Linked DNA regions of Gossypium hirsutum: region 2 is linked to region 1. The links are chromatin contacts, called in public Hi-C maps. All regions are on one chromosome and are shown on one strand. The core of a region is the stretch at or near the end of the contact, and the rest is flanking DNA. Distances in the headings are between cores, read along the strand shown. Region 1 holds the start of LOC107887355 (protein KTI12 homolog). Region 2 holds the start of LOC107887353 (50S ribosomal protein L18).

Evidence for each region. A called contact is a pair of places that touch in the nucleus more often than the background predicts.
Region 2: a Hi-C map of hypocotyl shows a contact between it and region 1, with 8 times the contacts expected there. The contact joins the promoter of LOC107887353 here to the promoter of LOC107887355 in region 1. A contact is called at or near these places in 25 of 34 Hi-C or Micro-C datasets (anther, callus, cotyledon and 5 more).

The regions. Positions count from the first base shown.
Region 1 is chrA03:67,689,430-67,692,304 of Gossypium_hirsutum_v2.1, forward strand. LOC107887355 (protein KTI12 homolog) reads left to right here and starts at 1,329. Exons shown (of 4, transcript XR_005916689.1): 1 at 1,329-1,430; 2 at 1,755-2,749.
Region 2 is chrA03:67,900,555-67,903,533 of Gossypium_hirsutum_v2.1, forward strand. It overlaps LOC107887353 (50S ribosomal protein L18), which reads left to right and starts at 1,274. Exons shown (of 2, transcript XM_016811558.2): 1 at 1,274-1,689. The coding sequence starts at 1,516.

The DNA.
Region 1 (2,875 bases), core at 79-2,578:
ATGCTAAAACATGGGTTTGGCCCAACTGAATTAATTTTTTATATTATTTATTATATGAAAATTTTAAAAATATAATACATCAAAAATACTAAAAACATTCAAATAAATGTTTCCTAACAATTTGAAAATAAATTAAAAATATTTATACTTAAATAACAGTAAGATAGGTGTAATTTAACAAGCAAATGTCTCTAAAACAACAACAAAATTAACAATAAAATAAGAGTTATACAATACGCAGACAATAATAACAAAATAATAGTAATATTATAGTAAAATGATAGCAAAATAGTGAAAAACAACAAGAAAACAATAATAAAATAACATTTTTTTGTCTTTTTGCTAATTCGGGCCAAGCTCAAGCCAAAAGAGCCTTACTTGAGGCCCAACTTGTTTTTTAAATGGGCCTCATTTTTTTTTGTCTAAGCCCATTTTTCGGACTTATATTTTTGTCCAAATTCTCTCACTTTTTGAGCATACCTTTTTGTCAGCTCAGGTGGCATGACACATGAACAAATCTACTTTTAATAAACATGAGAGTCATAATATATATCAAACTTATCTTGATTTTGATGAACATCTATCTAATAATAAAATATTTATAATAAAAACAATATATTTAAACAATTTATATTTAAAAAATTATTTTTAAAAGAATATAATTTTTATATATTTTTAAAATGAATTTATAAAAAAAATTATATTTTTGAAAGGACTATAATTTTCAATAAAAATGTTATATTTCTCCAAATTTTCCACGAGAAAAAGAAGAATTGCTCGTAAGGACCTCACTTAGCAAGTCAAATGTCAACAAACAATCACATGGCAGCCCTTGGTTGGGCAACATGCCACATCAACATAAAATATGACGTAATCAAGGTTAGGTACCGAAATATTTAACGAAAACAAAAGTACATGTATGAAATTGGACATTTTGAAAATACATGTGTCACATTAGAACAAACCTAAAGTACAAGGGCCTTTCTTGCCATTATCCCATTTTAAAAATACGAAAAGTATAGATACTAAAGAAAATTAAATTGAAGAATACGCATAATATAGGACTAATAGCTTAATTTGACTTAAGGGACTCAATTTATATCATTCGGGTCAACTAGAAGTTTAAAATTTAAAAAGTACAACAATAAAAATTGGCCAATTAAAGTAGCTGAACTAATTCCACAACTAACACATAATACAGGGACTAATAACAAAATTTAACATATATTCATTAAAATGAACTATTGGTAAGTTGGGACTGAAGGCCCAATCTTGACCAAATCAAAGGGCCCAAATATAAGAAAATCCATAAAGCGCAAAAATATGATGGAAGCTTAGTGTTCCATTACATGCCTTTCCATTCAGGTCGGCGGATTCCTCCTAACGCGACCTCCCTCTCTGCCTGTCTGTTATTCAAATCTCCGACCAAGGTAATTTACTTAACTACGGTTTTCAAGTTTTTAGAACTTTTTGGCGGTTTAATCTTTGGTCCTTTTTCTTACTGCTTTTTGCAGGATTCTTCTGATCCCTAATTTAATTCTTTTGCAATTTTTCTAGATTATTTATTTTATTTCTGCATCTTGCTGAAATACGATCTGGGTTTCAGTTATATCTTCCATATAGTTTCCTATAAAACTATACATGTCTTATGTAATCTGAAAACTTTGAAGAATGTTACAGTATTAGCAAGTATATGTAAAAATTTGAGGCAAAGGAAAATCTTGATTTGAATTACTTTTTTAATTTATGAACAGTGAGATTTCAAGGAACTGCAGCTTAGCGAGCTGCGGTCTAAACCCAATTTTGTAAGAAAAAGACTTTAAAAAAAAAGATGGCATTGGTGGTAATTTGTGGGCAGCCGTGCAGTGGGAAGTCGACAGCTGCGAAATGTCTAGCTGAAGCTCTGAATGAATCAGAGTGTAAACAGACTGTAAGGATCATCGATGAGACTTCATTTCATCTTGATCGTAATCAGAGCTATGCTAATATGCCATCAGAGAAGAATTTACGGGGAGTGCTTAGGTCCGAAGTTGATAGGTCTGTCTCCAGAGATAATATCATTATAGTTGATTCTTTGAACAGTATCAAGGGTTATCGATACGAGTTGTGGTGTTTGGCTCGTGCTGCTGGGATAAGGTACTGTGTGTTGTACTGTGATGTTAGAGAATCGCAATGTAGGAAATGGAATGAAGAGCGTCGGGAGAAGGGAGAGGCTGCATATAATGATGTGATATTTGAGGATTTAGTTAGAAGATTTGAGAAACCGGATAGAAGAAATCGTTGGGATTCACCTTTGTTCGAGCTATGGGCTCATAATGATGGAGTGGAGAGATCTTCTATTGCCATTGTAGATGTGGTTTCGTATTTGACAAAAAAAGCAGACTCGAAATCTCGGGATGTTAAGATTTTGCAGCCAACCATTGCCACACAAAATACCCGGTTTTCAGAGGCAAATTCACTGTATGAGATGGACAGAGCCACGCAGGAGGTGATTAATGCTATTGTGGAAGCACAATCCCAGTCAATTGGAGGACCTCTTGCCAGTATCTCCATTGGTCAAGGTTTACCGAATATCGATATTTCTAGATCGGTTGGGTTGCCGGAGCTACGGAGATTGCGGAGAACATTCATCAAGTTAACAGGACAAACAAGTTTGAGTGGACGACCTCCCCCTTCCGATTCCAGCAGTGCAAAGAGGATGTTTGTAGACTATCTGAATCGAGAACTTGGAACTATTGCTTGAAAAAGGGTAATACTACTAATACTTACCTAGTTTTATACCTTGAACAGTGTTGTCAAAGGTCACTAATTTATTTTCTACTTTTACTTTCTCCAAAGATCCATTTTAGATTGTCTCATAATTATCTTTAGACTT
Region 2 (2,979 bases), core at 24-2,523, 210 kb after region 1:
CTAATTCTTTTACGAAGTTCTGTCAAATCTATGTTCTGATTAAAAACCAGTCGCACTGTATTTTTCGATTAAAAAACAATGCCGTTCTTGGTGTGACGGACCTTACCATCATAGTAAATAACAGCACTAATACGTTCACTCATCTTCAATTTCTATTCTGCTTAGCGTCTCTAATTTTTCTTGCTGTAACTTATGCAACCTGAGAATAAAATTTGGCTCATTTATAGCCTAAGGCCAAATAGGAACTACTGTAGAAAAAGAGCATCCACGTGAGAGCTTTTTCAGTACTTTTGCTGACAGTGCATCCTACTTGAAGCATTTTTTACACTATTTGTTCAGAAACATATTCTCAAAATTATTTTTTTAGAAACTACTGTAGAAAAATAGTGTCCACATGGGAGCTTTTTTCAGTACTTTTGCTGACAGTTCATCCTGCTTAAAGCATTTTTGACACTATTTGTTTAGAAATATCTTCTCAAAATTATTTTTTCAGAAACTACTGTAGAAAAAGAGCATCCACGTGGGAGCTTTTTTCAATACTTTTGCTGACAGTGCATCTTACTTGAAGCGTTTTTTACACTATTTATTCAGAAACATCTTCTCAAGATTATTTTTTCAAAAACTATTGTAGAAAAAAAGCATCCAAGTGGGAGCTTTTTTTAGTACTTTTGCTGATAGTTCATCCAGCTTGAAGCATTTTTGACACTATTTGTTCAGAAATATCTTCTCAAAATCATTTTTTCAGATACGTCTTCTCTAATTTATTTTTTAGATACGTCTTCTCTAATTTATTTTTTCAGAAACTACTGTAAAAAAAATTTTATTCCTAATATATTTTTTCCATAACCCTAAACACAAAATCATTTAAAAAATTAATCCATAATTTAATTAATTAACCCTAAACCTTAATCTAATTTATTTTTTAAATTAATAATTAATTTAATTAACTCAAAACCCTAATTTATTTTTTTTCTTAAAAATTCTAAACCTTAAAACCTTAACCCTAACCCTAAATGCAAAAAAAATCCTAACCCTAAAAAAAAGGACAAAATGCGTCCTTAGAGAGCATTTTGCCACGTCAGCACAAAACGCACCATTGAGGACGCTCCCTAAGGGACGCGTTTTGCTGACATGTCACCTGACATCGCGCTAACGTGAGCGCGCTTTGGGGGAATTCGGCCATTTCCAGTAAATAATTAAAAAGTTGACCCATTTCCGTAAATATTAAAAAAAAAACTTTTTCTTGTAAATTGCCCCCAAGTTTACTTTCTTTGGATATCTCTGGACAAAAAAGTAAATCTGTTTTTCAATTTGAAAAAGAAGAAGGGAAATGTGTAGAAAAAATCCCAGGACAAAAATATCAAAGAAACCTTAAGCCGGGGTTTCTACAGGAGTAAACTCAATTGTTGTGTCCACGGTCTGATCCGGGGTGGCCCAATGTAGAAGAAGCCTTCGTTTTTAAGCCCTGAATTAGCCTTAGAAGTAAAACCCGGACACAACTGGCGGAGGAAAAAAATGGTGTCGATAATCGTATCTTCTTCAGCTTTACCAACGCGGTCCCTCAACTCATTCCCGACTCACTCTGAACGCTCCAACAAACTCACCTCACTGTCATGGACCTCTTCGTTTCCCAGTATCAACATATCCATTAACTCATTCACGCTCCCTCCTGCTCCCTCTCTTAACAAGGTATTCCTTTTTCTTTTTTTTTTGTTTAAACATTATTGTGTTTTGGTTCCTGGGAAAGGAAATTTGATGAAGTAACGGGTCTTTTATGTTTGATTATGCTGTTATAAGTGTCCTAGGCATGTGAAAAAAAATGGGTTAGTAATTAACTATATAAACTTGGAAAGATGGGGTTTAAATTGTTTACTTGATGGCAATTGTAAGCTGGGTTTTGGGTTGCCTTTCATGTTGTAGCTGAATAAGCATGCTTGATTAATGACCAATATTTGTTTTTTCATTAACTTATTTTCATAGATTATATATGTTCTTTCCATAGAGGGATCAGTGTTAGGGGAAGCATTTTAGGTTATAATTGGAGTCAAAACTCTTTATTCTGCAACTGAGTAAATCAGAGCGTTTAGCAGTTGAATATGGTGATATTAGGTGTTCGAGAGTCTGCAAAATGTGCTGACCTGGTAAATATGAAATTCGATTTCTCGAAAATTCTATAACAAAATGTTGTCTCAAAACTTGCCTTTTTTGGTTTAGTAATTCCAGTTTGCCTGCTGGTTTGTTCCACGAGGTGATGTTTGTAAGACAATATTTTATAAGCTTGTCCTTTGCGGCGGAGCCCTTTTGTTGATATACTCTTCTAATTGAACTCAAAGATGTCTTATGAAGTTGATAAGAGTTTACTGGTTTGGAAGGGATAATCTCTTTTCTGTATGAAAGTAGAGATATATACTATGCCAAATAAAGTTTCATAATTTAGAAATCGGATCATTATTGTTTGTATCGAATATGCCTAGACCTAGAAGATTTTAAACAGCCTTTTTGCGCTGTGGAGATTTATCTCGAGGAAAATGATGTGAAGTACACCCTGTTTCCGATGAAAAGATTATAAAATCTTACTTCCATTCTCTGGAGTTAAAGAATATCATGGTGCTCCTGTTTTGATGGTTGAGAAGATATAACATCTTGTCTTGAGGTTTGATTCGTTACTTACCGGCTTGTTCACAGGGACAGTTAACATCATTGCTGAATTTTACTAGCAAGCTCCAAAATAAAATGTTTTTGAGCTTAGATTTTGTTTAAATTTAGAGAATAAAAATCTCCTCTCATCATTGTTCTTATGTTCCATGGGGTTGGGTTTTATTATAGTATGATCAATGATAAAATATGGGTAGAAGTACCATGGAGGCCCTTATACTAGGAGGGAAATTGTATATTGCCCTTCTACTTTAAAAAATGGGCAAATTAGTCATATAGATTAGATCAGTGAGCAAACTAGTTCTATTAACAATTTCATCAGTT